Regions from separate parts of the Mus musculus genome. Here region 1 is linked to region 2. The links are chromatin contacts, called in public targeted proximity ligation maps. All regions are on one chromosome and are shown on one strand. The core of a region is the stretch at or near the end of the contact, and the rest is flanking DNA. Distances in the headings are between cores, read along the strand shown. Region 1 holds the start of Cd5 (CD5 antigen). Region 2 holds the start of Mrpl16 (mitochondrial ribosomal protein L16).

Region 1 (6,627 bases), core at 715-3,214, 1.0 Mb after region 2:
CTAGGGGGCTCATCCCCCCTCCCCCACCTTTGCCTCCACCAAGCGGCGGCATGGAAAACCCAGCCAGCTCAGCTGACTTCCTCTTGTGTCATGGAAAGTGCGGGTGATAGGACAGGAAACTGTCGCCTGGGGTCTGGGGTCCCCAGCTGGCACAGGACCTGAGGTCTAGGGGATGCAAGGTAGAAAACTTTGTGGGGTAGTTACTAGGGAGTCGGTGGCAGGGGAAGAGCTACGGACCTGGAGTGCAGGGACCCCACCACTAGGGTTCCCTCCGGTACACAGCCAGTAACTGAGGTAATACATTCAGACTTCTATGAAGGTTGGAACACATAGTGAAGCCACCTAGTAGATCACACTCAGGCCTGTGAAGGGGAAATAAATCTAAAGCTCCGGGTTTGGATTGCCTTTGATAAAGAAGTGAGTCTGGAGGTCTGTGGAAGGAGATGTCGGTTTCCTTGTGTGTGCATGTGTGTGTGTGTGTGTGTGTATGTGTGTGTGTGTGTGTGTGTGTGTGTGTGTGTGTGTGAGTGTGTGCATGTGTGTGTGTGTGTGTGTGTGTGAGTGTGTGCATGTGTGTGTGTGTGTGTGTGTGTGTGTGTGTGTGTGTGCGCGTGTGTGCACATGCGTGTGCATGCATGCATATGCGAGGGCGTGGGCTGGCTGGTCAATGGACAGTGAAGCTCTCTATAAACTGTGAGGAAATAGGCTCCGATGGGCACTTAAGAAACAAAGGGATGCTAGGGATACAGATCAGTTGAGAGTGTTTGCCTTGTAAGCATGAGACACTGGGTTCCAGCAAAGGAAAAAATAACAGACACACCAGGTAGGGACTGTCCCCAGCACCCAACCCATCACCACCACCAGACAAGAGTTTCTCTGTGTAACATCCCTGGCTGTCCTGGAACTCACTTTGTAGACCAGGCTGGCCTCAAACTCACAGAGATCACCTTGCCTCTGTCTCCTGAGTGCTGGGATTAAAAGGTGTGTATCACCATGCCAGCTGCATTTCTAGTTCTTGCATATCATTGATAATGTTGAATGAATGAATGAATGAATGAATGAATGAATGAATGAATGAATGAACGAATCTAGATCCAGAGACCATACAACATGGAGATCTCACACCCAACATGAATATCTATCTCATACCTAACATGGAGATCATACCCAAAATGGGCATCTCACACCAACAGGGAGATCTCTCTCTCTCTCTCTCTCTCTCTCTCTCTCTCTCTCTCTCTCTCTCTCTCTCTCTCTCTCTCTCTCTCTTTCTCTCTCTCTCTCTCTCTCACACACACACACACACACACACACACACACAGTGCTGCAAGTTCAACTCAGATGAAGACACTCTCCTCCCCATACTTGCTGGTAAAATATTACTCTTGGATTCTTAGGCACAGCAGCTCCCGCTTGTAATTCTAACATTTGTGAGACTGAAGCAGGAGGATTACCACAAACTCCAGGCTTACATGGGCTACCTAGCAAGGTCTTGTTTTGTTTTGTTTCTTTGCTTAGATCCCCATAGGGATTCAACTCAGATTATGGACTTCCAGCCCCGTACACCATCAGGAGTGAGCAGGGCTTGTGTCTTGGTTTTCCTTATTGACCCTGCAATAAGACCTGAAGTTGCTCGCCTGCACAGTCCCCACCCCACTCAGAATCCTGTAGGGAAGGCTCCTGTCTCGGGCCCTTGCCCTTTTACCTCGGGTGAGCTCTCCTGAGAGTAGAACGACCTCTCTCTGGAGTTCCCAGCCTCTCTCTGCCCCACAGTCCCATCCCACAAGGACACCTGGTTCTGCCCAGCCATGAGAATGGCCAGTGGGCACTACCGCAGTTCCAGGCACCTCGTGCAGGAAGCTGACAGAGACTCAGGCCTCCATTCTAATTGGGGCAGGTGGTTTCACAGGGAGGAAGTTGACAGTTCAACTTCAAACAGGGTTGGCAGTGACACAGGCCCACACTGCCTGCTTCCCCTTTCCACCCCTGTTTATGCCCCCTCCCTCCAAGACAGTAAGACACTGAGTCAGACACCTCTCCTGGCTGGCCAGCTGAGCTCACTGAGGCTGAGGCAGCAGAAGGCCATTATCCATGGACTCCCACGAAGTGCTGCTGGCTGCCACATACCTGCTGGGAACGCTGGGTGAGTCTCTGCCGGTACTGGGTACTGCCAGGCTGAATACCTGTGCATACCGGGGTGCAGTAAGAGGATCTCAGTTCTTCCCAGGTCTGACTCTGGGCTCATGTGCAATAGCAGGGAGGCTTAGGGTCACAGAGGTTAGGTCAACTCCCCATTCTCCGCGGGGCTCTGCGCGTGCATTGCCAAGCCTGATCCACTGTCTTTCTCAGCTTTGGGTTAGAAGTCAGTGTGCACTTAGTTTCCAACCTGTGCAGCCACCCTCTCCAGGGTGCCACCTAGAAATGCCTGGCCTTTATTTGGTCACCTCCAGGGAGGCACAAACCTGATATTGAGGATGCTCCGGGCAGAGTAGGCTGCGGCAGAATGGTCCATTTATAAGGATGCGGAAGAACAGAGAGATGCCAAGCTCAAACAGCAGCCCTATGTCAGTTCTAAAGGAGTCCCCAACTCATGAGCCTTGCTCCAAACCTGAGACCCTGCTGGTGGGCCATCAGTGACATCAGGAAAGTAAGCGATTCTTGACTAGCCAGAGGTATGCTGTGGGCGCTAGGCCTGGAGGCCCAAAGAGATCCTCCGGGTCACAGCATGTGCACAGAGCAGAGCAGAGATGTAAACTGACGTGGCGGGGTAAAGGCTGCTGGATGCCAGGTGGGATGGAAAAGAAGAAATGGCTTTCTACTTCACAGAGAAGGGTTGGGGGCTTCAGATACCCACTCTGTACCTACAAGAGCTAGGAGTGAGTGTGAGAATGTGTGACTCTGGATGTGGAGGGGTGCGTTTTGAATGTATGTATCTATGAGAACTGTGTGTGCACTCTCCTGGACACTATATGACCTCTTCACTCATGTTAGCATGACTTGGATGCCCACGTACACACCCCTTGTGCATTGGACAGTAAGAGGTACACCATGCCTGCTTGACAAATCTTGGCTTGCTTCCTGGACCTTACTAGGACATTGATGTGGTCCCTTTGGTCCTGAGAATCTCAGAAGCCAAGCCTTTATCCCCTGCCCCAATCCAGGCCTTCTCTGCAGTCTCAGACCCACACACAAGGAGACAGGACCCACCCATGGTCCCCACTGGGCATGGAGTGAGCTCTTGGCAGGACTGCAGGTACCCCTGTTCCATGGAAGCCAGAGTCCAGAAGAGATGGAATCGAACCATCACCCCAGTAGAGTTATCATTTGGAGGCCTGGGAGCACATGGTCCCTGTATGTTGCTAGAGTCTTATAGGTAGAAAGTAGTTTCTTAGTCGTGGGTAGGTAGGGAACAGCTCGCACTTTTATTTTACTTTTATGGTCCTATGATTGAACCCAGGACCTCACACATGCTACGCAAGCTATGGCTGAGCTACAGCCTGCCACTTTTTACTTTAAAAAAAAAACAAAACTGTTTTTAGACATTTGGGTGTGTGTGTGTGTGTGTGTGTGTGTGTGTGTGTGTGTGTGTGCATACATGCATGTGTACCAAGACTTTATTCCCACCCTACAACCAGCCCTCCCCAGCAGCCTCAAGTGTGCTATGCAGGAATGCCATTGGGTCAGAGGACAATTTGCAAGAGTCAGTTCTCTCCTTCTGCCCTGTGAGTCCAAGAGATAGAAATTGGCACATGAGTCTTGGCAGAGAATGCCTTTACCCACTTAGCCATCCTACAGGGCCCCAGCTTTTTGAAGCATGGTCTCCATAAATGACCAGCTGGCCTGAACTTACTCCATAACCCAGGAGTGTCTTCAACTTGCAATCCTCCTGCCTCAGCCTCTCCGGTAGCTGGAATTACAGGCCTGTGCCACCAGGCCTGATTTTCATGAAATCCTTTTAAATCCTTTTTTTTTTTTTCCTGTTAGCTTCTGAATAGTACAGAAAATATGTGGAGCCATCTTCCCATTTTACAGTGAGTGAAAACTGAGGCCCAGGAGTGGCAAGCGCATGGTGGAACAGGTGGTGAGCAGCATGGAGAGCCTGGCCTACATTTCTGCCCTCACACAGCCCCACCACCTCTGTAGGAGTAATAGGTTCCCAAAGCCATTCTCACACGTCAGAGCATGACCATAGGAGAAGCCTTCATCAGCAGAGACACAAACATCAAGGCATAGGGCTGTGGATACTCTAGGACCTAAGGAATGAAGATCTTTACAACCTGGCTAGGGTTCCCACATTGTCCCCTCTTACAATTTTTCTGAGCCTCAATCATTGAAGTGGGTTGGGGACGTGGCTCAGACACCACAGTAACTCCAAAAACCAATTTGAGTTCCACTCTGGCACTTTTGGCTAGGTGACCCCGGGCGCTGGTTTGGTAATCCTCCCTCTCCTTCACTGTAAGGAGAATAACAGCAAATGGCAAGGAAACGAATTAACTCACAGTAGGCCTAGCCTATATGTGGTGGAGATAGTGCTCAGTGGACACTAGGGTCATCTGGAAGCAAGGCAAGGCAGAATGGGATCTTACCAAGCGCTCGCCACACCATAGATCTTCTCCCCCTTTCTTCTGCCCAGGCTGTTCATCCACCCATTCGCTTATTCACTCTCACTCATTCACTCATTCATTCATCTACAAATCTGTTCTGAGCATGTGCTACTCAGCTCTTTACAGCGGCAGGAGCATCGAGAGCCAAGGCAGACATTTTGGCCCACGGGCCTGCGCCGCTCACAGAGACCCGACAGAGGAAGTATGGAAGCCAGCACCCGAATCCTCACATGTCTGGGGGCCTGAGCACATCACAGGGCCCTACTTGGCATATGGACCTGGATGTGCAGGCACAGGATCATTTGAAGGGACTGCCATTCCCTCTGCCACCCTGAGCCCCAAGTGCTAAGAAGAGCCAGCTAGTGAAAGGAGGGGAGAGGCACTTGGGTAGAGGAGGCCACAGGGTAAAGGCCATAAGGACAAGACAGGCTAGGTATGTGCTAGCTGAGAGCAGGCTGTGAGCTGCTCTCCCAGGATACACAGCTGAGGTTGTCTTTGGCTCTAAGCACAAAGGAAAGGAACCCTGACTGACCCACAGATCCTGGAAGCCATAGGTACTGGCTCTATGCTCATTCAGCATGGCTCCACCAAGGGGGTCAGATGGTCTAAGAATTCAAGGAGAGCTGACAGAGCTAAGAGCGTCAATTCTTTGTGTGTGTGTGTTTGTGTGTATGCATGCATGTGTGTGTGTGTGTGCAGTTAGTGTGCAGCGCAGGGTGGGAGTACCTAATTTGATTTCTTCTTAGTCACCCGGAGTAACAAGAACTTCTCTGGCCCTTGGTTTTCTCATCTATAAAATGGGCTGGGCATGACGGTAATCCCAGAACTAGGTAGTGTGAGATAGAAAAATCATAAGTTCCAGGGTAGCCTGTATTGCACAGTGAGTAACTGATCTCAAAAAATCAACCAAACAAAACAGACTATCAGAAGCCGAGAGCTGTGCTCCAAAGGATAACGGTGGTAGTTTCTGTGGATTCATCCAGACTGAGTGCCTACTATGTGCTGGAGATACACAGAGAACAAAGAGACAAGGTCTCTGCCCTGGTGGATCTGACCCAGCAATCAAGGTGTGAAGGGAACTAGACAAGAGATAAAGACAGTGAGTCTGTGGGTGCTAGAAGGTCACTCGTGGGTTGGTGATAAATAAGGGAGGGCTAGGTGGGGGGCATGCTGTTTCTATACAGGATGGGTCTGACAAAAAAGAGAAAATGTTTATACCTAGGTGTGGGAAGTGAGCTGCATCTGCCACAGTGCCTGGGGGATCCAGCACAGGGGCCTGTTTTGGCTCAGCAGCTCCAAAGGAGGGGGGTGAGAGGGAGCCCACAGAGCCTCCTGAGGGACTGGAGATGCCCTCCTATGAACGGGTAAAATGGCACAGTGCAGAAGGCTTTCCTGAGCCTCTCCAGGACTGAGTCCACAACCAGATAGCTAGCCAGACATGCTCTGGAATCCAGATGTTTTCCAAGTGTGGATGCTTCATTTTAAAGAGCTGTATGCTCCTCACACCCTCGTCTCAGGGGGCAGCACTGTGCTGTAGAAAGGAACACATGCCCACTTCCACAATGACACCTGGGGGACCCAGAGGAACCCCACATGCTCTGTCAGATGGTGGGAATGAGGCACGATGTTGCTTACCTCCAGCTACATCTGTCACCATGACCAAGTCATTATCCCCTCTGAACGTTGGTTCTCCCACCTGAAAGTGGAGGCAAACACGGCCAGTTTCTACAGGCCTGTGCCGGAAAGAACAGGCCGAAGCACCGAGCTTTGCAATGTGTGAAGGTCTGTGCACCTGTAATCGCAACACCTGAGAGATGAAGAAGACCAAAGAGATTCAAGGTCATCCTCTCACATGGTGCCTTCTAGGCTAGCCTGGGCTACATAAAACCCTGTCACAAGAAAGGAAGAAAGGACGGACAGATGGATGAAAAGAAAAAATAAAGGGAGTGAGGAAGAAAAGGGAAAAACAGTTGGGGTTTCTGGAACCTTCCACGTCAGCCAATGGAGAGATGAAGGAAGAAAA
Region 2 (6,881 bases), core at 1,464-3,963:
GAGCAATTGGAATGTGGATGTAGGTGTGGCAGTTCTAATGTGGAGGAAGAGACTAGAATCAACTCAAAGAGAAGAAAACTTTGTTAATCTCTTTTATCACTCACCAAAATTGCAAAATTGCCTTCTGTAAAGTCAGTGGCTTCAGTTGAAGGCCCTCGTATGTCCTTCAAATTTTTAGGTTCTCTTCTTACTTTTGGCACAAGTGGGACTCTTTCAACAAATTTAAGCTTGGACCTTTCAGGGATGGAGACATCTAGCAGGAGCAAAGACAATCAAGAATAAGTGAAGGTGCACGACGCAGAGGGCCTAATGAGTAATAATTCCAGCGGTTACCATTTGCCTCTGGATGTTTCTAGCGACACTGGACTCTTTCAGCTATAACAATGCTTACACAAATGTTTCTCAGCCAAATTCACTTATTACCCCCCTGTATGTTCAGCCCCTATTTGTAGGGACTGTTCTCAATTATTACTTCATTCACTGTTAAAGCAGCTTTGGTATTTTGAGATTGTTTTTTTTTTTTAAAAAAAAAATCCCAACTGTAGTCTCCCCTCTTCCCCCATCTCAATCTACTCATTCCTGTTTCTATTCAGAAAAGGGCAGGCCTCCCATGAATATCAACCAAACGTGGCATATCAAGTTGCAGTAAGACTAGGCACCTTCTGTCGTATTAAGACTGGATGGGGCAACCCAAGATGAAGAAAAGGGTCCCAAAAACTGTCAAAAGAGTCAGAGACAGCCCCGTTAGGAGTCCCACATGAAGACTTCGCTATACACCCACAACATGTACGCAGAGGGTTGAGACAGTCTTATGGATGTCATGTGATCACTGTGTAACCTCGAACCTGCAGGAAGTGCTGGACTGAGTGGTGGCAACCTTTATATTTCTTTAGGGCTTCAACACTAAACAGACAAATGGGGGAAATACAAAGTGAAGTATTAGAAATTGAAAACAAGGGGCCCACAAGATGTCCCAACCGGTAAAAAGCACTGCTTGCCCATCTGGGTTGGAGCCTTAGGGCCCACGTGGTAGAAGGAGAGAACTGACTCCCAAAAGTAGTCACAGACCTCCAGATATATGCCTTGACACATACGCACCCACACAAGTGCATGCATACAAAATAAATAAAAGGCAATTAAAAATAAAAAGAATTGAAAACAGGAGCATACATAATTTTCAGCTAGGCCAAGAAACATAATTGGGCAAGTGGTATTCTAATCTCTACTTTAAAGAAGAGGAACTTCAGTTAAAACATCAAAGCCAGAAGCATGCTCTTAAAAACCAAAACCAAAAACAAAACAAAACTCACTGCTCCTCTAGATTGCAAAAATACCATTAAAACAAAACAAACAAACGAAAAAAAAAAAAACCTTCTGTTGTATTTTTCTTGGTAAACTTACAAAGTAGGATTTTTCTTGTCACTATCCTCTATATGACATCCTGGGGAAAACAACTGTGACTCAAAAAAAAAATTAAATATGAGAAAGAATGGCTCCATGATAGAATAAACAAAACAGGAAGCCTCAAAGGGCCATCAGATCATTAATGGAATAATAAAGTTGCTGTTCCAAGTTACAAAAACTACTCTCCCTTCACTGACTTCTATGGGCAGCTACTGTGAGACCTGGTAATACGTTCTTACATCTGCAAGTTAGTATGCACTTCTAAGCACACACAGCACCTTATTTATCAAAAATGTTAGGAGTGTTTTGTCTGCATGTATTAATGTGCAGAAGAGGATGTAGGAACCCCTGAAGCTGGAGTCCCAGATGGTTATGAACAATCTTGTGGGTTCTGAGAATTGAACCTGGGTTCTCTGCAAGAGCAACAAGTGTTATTAACTGCTGAGCCATTGCTCCAGCCCACACAGTAGTTTAACAGTTATGTGCCGAAGACCCTCAGATGTCTAGGCCATTTGCAGTTTTGGAGATTTTAGTACATTAAAAAGTTAGATGTACAGGACTGCAGAGCACCTGGCTACTATTGCTAAGTGTCTGCATATCTGTACTATTATTTAGAAGATAAAAAAATCTGATATATGCCCAGTTAGTGCTGACTGGGTAGATCATGGGCCACACATCAGTGGTAGGATGCCTGGGAACTAGCCCAATAGTTATCTGCTTTGCAACATCGAGGGACTTCGCTGCAGTTTGCCTTCCTTACATATATCTGTTGAATCACTCAACGGAGGGAGGAAGCACAAACACACCTTCGATGCCTTTTCTCAGAGAAAAATAAGTGGAAATGACAGGTACTCACTTTCAAAAGTTGGAACTGGGAGGAGCGTCTTCAGACCAGCACTGGTGGGAAGGGCTGCCCAAGAATCTACAATGACAAATCAAACCATTACTGTTACACTCTGATCACTCCTGACAGAGGTGTCTAGAAGCACGGGGGTACGAGTTCCACTAAATGGGCTTCCAAGGAAGCAACTAGGCTCACGGAGCACCGTCTCCCGCACATGACCAGGACCCAGGCCTCCGCATAGTGGAGGTGGAAGAAGTAAGGAAAGCGCAGGACCTATCGCAGTAAGCATAGACTTTGGAATGTGGGGAGGAAGATCGGGGAAATGCCTTTTTAAAAGATGAAACAGGTTTCTGACCTGAAAAGTGCATCCGCAGGAGCGGCGCGGGGACGCGCGTCAACAGCCTCCACATGGCCACGCGTGTGCTGCCGGGTCAGGTTTCTCTCAACTACAACAGTGGCTTTTCCCAGTTCAGAGCTTTGCCGGCCCGCGGACACAAGACAGGAAGTGACGTCATCCTGTCCCACCTTTTATAGAGTCCTGACGGAAGTAGAGGAAACTTCCAGCACCTGGTTCTGGAGCAGGTTATCTGCGGGTTAAAGGTCCCACAGGCCAAGCCACGCCCGAGGTGTTTCAAGTTTCCGCGAGGGTCTTCTCAGTTTTTTTCTGTTTAGTGACAGCTCTGGGTTTTCTCCTTGGTGTAGAAAGCTGCGAAAGCCCGAGGTTTTGTAAGAAGTTGTTCCCTTAACTTTCCGTACATTTATGTCTCTTCTCTAGGGACATAGAAAGATGCTATTGATTTGTCATTGGCTTATTTACTGTGCGCTTGCTGAGTTTGGTCTTGACAAATCTATCAAAAGAGCTGTAGCTGGAGTTTTCAAGGTAAAAGCACTGGCTTGGGCATTCCCAACCGGCTGGGTTCGATCACCTGTCCTTTTACTTTTATAATTAAAAAAAAAAAAGATTTATTTATTTATTATATATAAGTACACTGTAGCTGTCCTCAGACACACCAGAAGAGGGCATCAGATCTCATTACAGATGGTTGTGAGCTACCATGTGGTTTCTGGGATTTGAACTCAAAACCTCTGGAAGAGCAGTCAGTGCTCTTAACCGCTGAGCCATCTCTGCAGTCCCACCTGTCCTTAATATGCTAATTAAAAGAAAGTAACCTCGAAAAGCCATTAATTTAAGGTAGCTTCATTTGAAATAATAAATGATGGACTCCAATGACCATTCAAGATCATTTTCATGGCCCTGATATGAGCTTTAAGCTATTTATTTATTTATTTATTTATTTGAGACAAAATCTCTATGTAGTTCTGGCTGTTCTAGAACTCACTATGTAGATAGGCTGGCCTCGAACTCACAGAGATCTGTCTGCCTCAGCCTACACAGTGTGGGATTAAAGGCATGTACCACCACACCTGGCACCTTTAAGTTTAACTAGTGGACAAACTGGGGCATCGAGTGGGGAGTCCGCTAAAAAGTATGCATAATTAAGCAGTCCTGGTCTAGGCTGATCATTGCTTCAGTTTTGGTTTGGTATGGTGGTCATCTCAAGCTGGCATAGATTAACAGGATTAATTTGTTTCTATAAATGATCAGTTTGGTTTCAAGATTTAGCCTTGTCTTCACAGAAGAGGGGTAATGTTCTGTCTTCAAAGTTTTTCCTTTAAGAAATCCAAGAGAAGGAGCTGGAGGGATGGCTGGGTCGTTAAGGGGATTGGCTGCTCTAGTGAATGGACCACACCATAATTTAATAAGGAAGGGAAATGAAATAATGTATAATTATCCTTTTGGAAATGTTGGACATATAATTTTTCCTGAGGCTGGAGCTTTGTAGTGATTAGAACAAGAGGATTTGTATCTAAGCTTTTAGGAGACAGATGAAATTAGCAAATGAGACTGATGTCTGTTGTGTTTAAATCATGTTAAATCTGTGTGCTCTTAAGAATTAATTTCACAAGCAGTAAGTACAGCCTTCAATGCTTGTGGATAAGATATACTGGGGAAATTGCTTACAAATCTATTCACCTGTGCAATACATCTGCTTCCCAAGTATTAAGAGACTCTACAAATCCACCCCAGGACACAATTTAACTTGTTTATTGATATTCCTCCTTCTGCGCTGGCAAAAGGCCACATTTTGAAAGACCTGAGAGTGGTCAGAACTCCAAGTCCCCTCTTTTTAAAAGAGATGTAATCCATTCCACGACAGGTGCCACCCATGCCAGGAAGGTCAACAAAGGTGTGATAAGAGGCAAGCATCTTGGTTGGGAGGAGTGTAAAAATGAAGAAATGAAGAACCTCCTCCTTCCTGTCTTATCTTCACTATTATCTCTCTACTTAAAATAGCACTGAGCCGAGGGACAGTTTCCACTAAGGTTAATTCAGTGTTGTATTATGTAGTATTGGGCATTTAGATTTTGAAATTATGTTCTTTGTAACTATAAGGGACAATTTAAAAAGATATTTGCATATAAACAAGACATTTACATCTATGTGCAGGTGCCCACACTGGCCAGAAGAGGGAGCTGTAGTTGCTGCGCAGATGCTTGTAAACTGCCCGTACAGGTCCTCTGAAAGAACAGCTCTTAACAGTTGATTCATCTCTCTAGTCACTAGCAGTTGCCATTCTTAAGTGGGAGAGTAATGAAGAAACACAATAGCAGCAAGAAATAGCAAAATATCAGCCCAACCCTTTCTAGATAAAGGTAGTGAACAAAAGCTGGGTGAAATAGTTGATTAAAGTTGATGTGTGATAACATCTTCCAGTCTAATGGATTATAAATCACATAGTGGTGATATGTCAGTTTTCATTTCTTCATTGATGAGTGATATCTAGCTTTCCCTCATGCTTTTGATTTCAATGTTTGTGATTTGCTTGTATGTATGCTAGTTTGTTTTTTATATGCACTTGTTCATGTTTCTCTTATCAATTCAAAACTGTTTGTTATGTCTCATAGGCAGATTCCCGGTTTTAATTTGTGTGTGTGTGCTGAAACTAGAAAGGGGACCAATAGGAGGAGAAGTCTTAAGAGAGAGAGTTGGGGAAGGAGGAAAGAGAAGAACAAGGGATAGCAGAATACATGTGACATGAAAGGATGAGAGGGAAATGGAAAGGTACCAGCAGAGGATGGGGCAGGGAGAGGATCAAGAAGAAAATGTTTGTGAATGCCTCATAACAAAGCCCATTCCTATGTATACGAATTTAAAAAGAATGCGTATTTTAAAGCCTGTGTTATGTGTTGAATTTCCTAACTACTGCCTAGTTTTATAGATTGAAACCATCTTTCCCACTCTGCAGACTTGCCTTTTCTGTGTCTCCACTGGAAGGAGTAGAAGGTTTCATCTATTTGGTTCCAGTTTTGTTTGTTTCCTTCCTTTCTTCCTTCCTTCCTTCCTTCCTTCCTTCCTTCCTTCCTTCCTTCCTTCCTTCCTTCCTTCCTTTCTTTCTTTCTTTCTTTCTTTCTTTCTTTCTTTCTTTCTTTCTTTTCTTCTTTCTTTTTTTTTTTCTTTTTGTTTTTTTTTTTGAGACAGGGTTTCTCTGTGTAGCCCTGGCTGTCCTGGAACTCACTCTGTAGACCAGGCTGGCCTCGAATTCAGAAATCCGCCTGCCTCAGCCTCCCAAGTGCTGGGATTAAAGGCGTGCGCCACCACCGCCCAGTGGTTCCAGTTTCTTAAGAGGGTGTTGTACATAGGTCACTTACATGCCTAATCAAAGTCACATACAACTGTGTACACTTCTTTTTTTTTGCCATAGGCATAGAAGTTTAATCCATTTCTCATACAAGGAGGCAACAGCAAGTAGTAGAAGGGTGATCATGTATTGTGGCTTCAAGGGACCTCATGCACAAGGCAGCAGATGACCGGCCCTAGAACCTGCCCACCCACCCCCACAAGCTACTACAGTGGCTCCGGTGAATTGAGTCCTGAAAAGATACTTCCCAGCAAATGCACCCATAGTGAGGAAAGTAAGGGGTTCTCCTGCCCACTCTCAACCAGATAGAGCAGTGCAAGGTGGTGAAGCCTCTGGAAGAACAGTTTTATATCGTTTCTATGACAACACACTTCCTTTGGGCAGTACTTAATGCAGATTCTGCTCTCGAGGAGCAAGGCTCCTGTAGTGGGTCTTCCTCACTCTGCTGCTGTAGTGGAGTGGACACTGGGCCCTCTGCAGGGCCAGCAGCTCAGTCGTCAGCCTAGCAGACATATCCACACTGACCAAGTACAAGGTTTACTTGCTAAAAAGGAAGGCTTAGCTAGTTTCAGTTCCTCATGAAGTGTTATTTCCTGTTGAAAAGCAAAGAACTAAGCCAACCCTCTATAAAATTGCCAGTCCTTAACCGAGGCCTCAGTTACGGGATAAAGGTCTCTCTCTCTCTCTTCAGTGCTCCTCTCCAGGGGTTCTGGGTTCTACTTGACACCCACAGGCTTCCACAGATGGCTAAGAAGCATGGCCTATATGGATCAACCACCCACATACTCAGTACAGTCAAGGGCAAAGGACAGAAAGTTGTGAGCATGAAGCCTGAAGCAAAGGTTCCACCCAGCAGGCCAACAAGACCACACACTGGGGCTGGCTGTACCCTACAGCTGGTGACCCAGGTACTAGCAGAACATAGGAATACT

What was found.
Region 1: a contact with region 2 is called in a targeted proximity ligation map of microglia, with 6 times the contacts expected there. A contact is called at or near these places in 2 of 39 promoter capture datasets (embryonic stem cells and liver) and 1 of 130 datasets of targeted methods (microglia).

Annotation. Positions count from the first base shown.
Region 1 is chr19:10,734,311-10,740,937 of GRCm38.p6, reverse strand. It overlaps Cd5 (CD5 antigen), which reads left to right and starts at 1,964. Exons shown (of 11, transcript NM_007650.3): 1 at 1,964-2,143. The coding sequence starts at 2,092.
Region 2 is chr19:11,766,247-11,773,127 of GRCm38.p6, reverse strand. It overlaps Mrpl16 (mitochondrial ribosomal protein L16), which reads right to left and starts at 2,713. Exons shown (of 4, transcript NM_025606.3): 1 at 2,604-2,713; 2 at 2,261-2,326; 3 at 105-253. The coding sequence starts at 2,658. Gm46655 (a long non-coding RNA gene) reads left to right here and starts at 5,842. Exons shown (of 3, transcript XR_001782678.2): 1 at 5,842-6,881.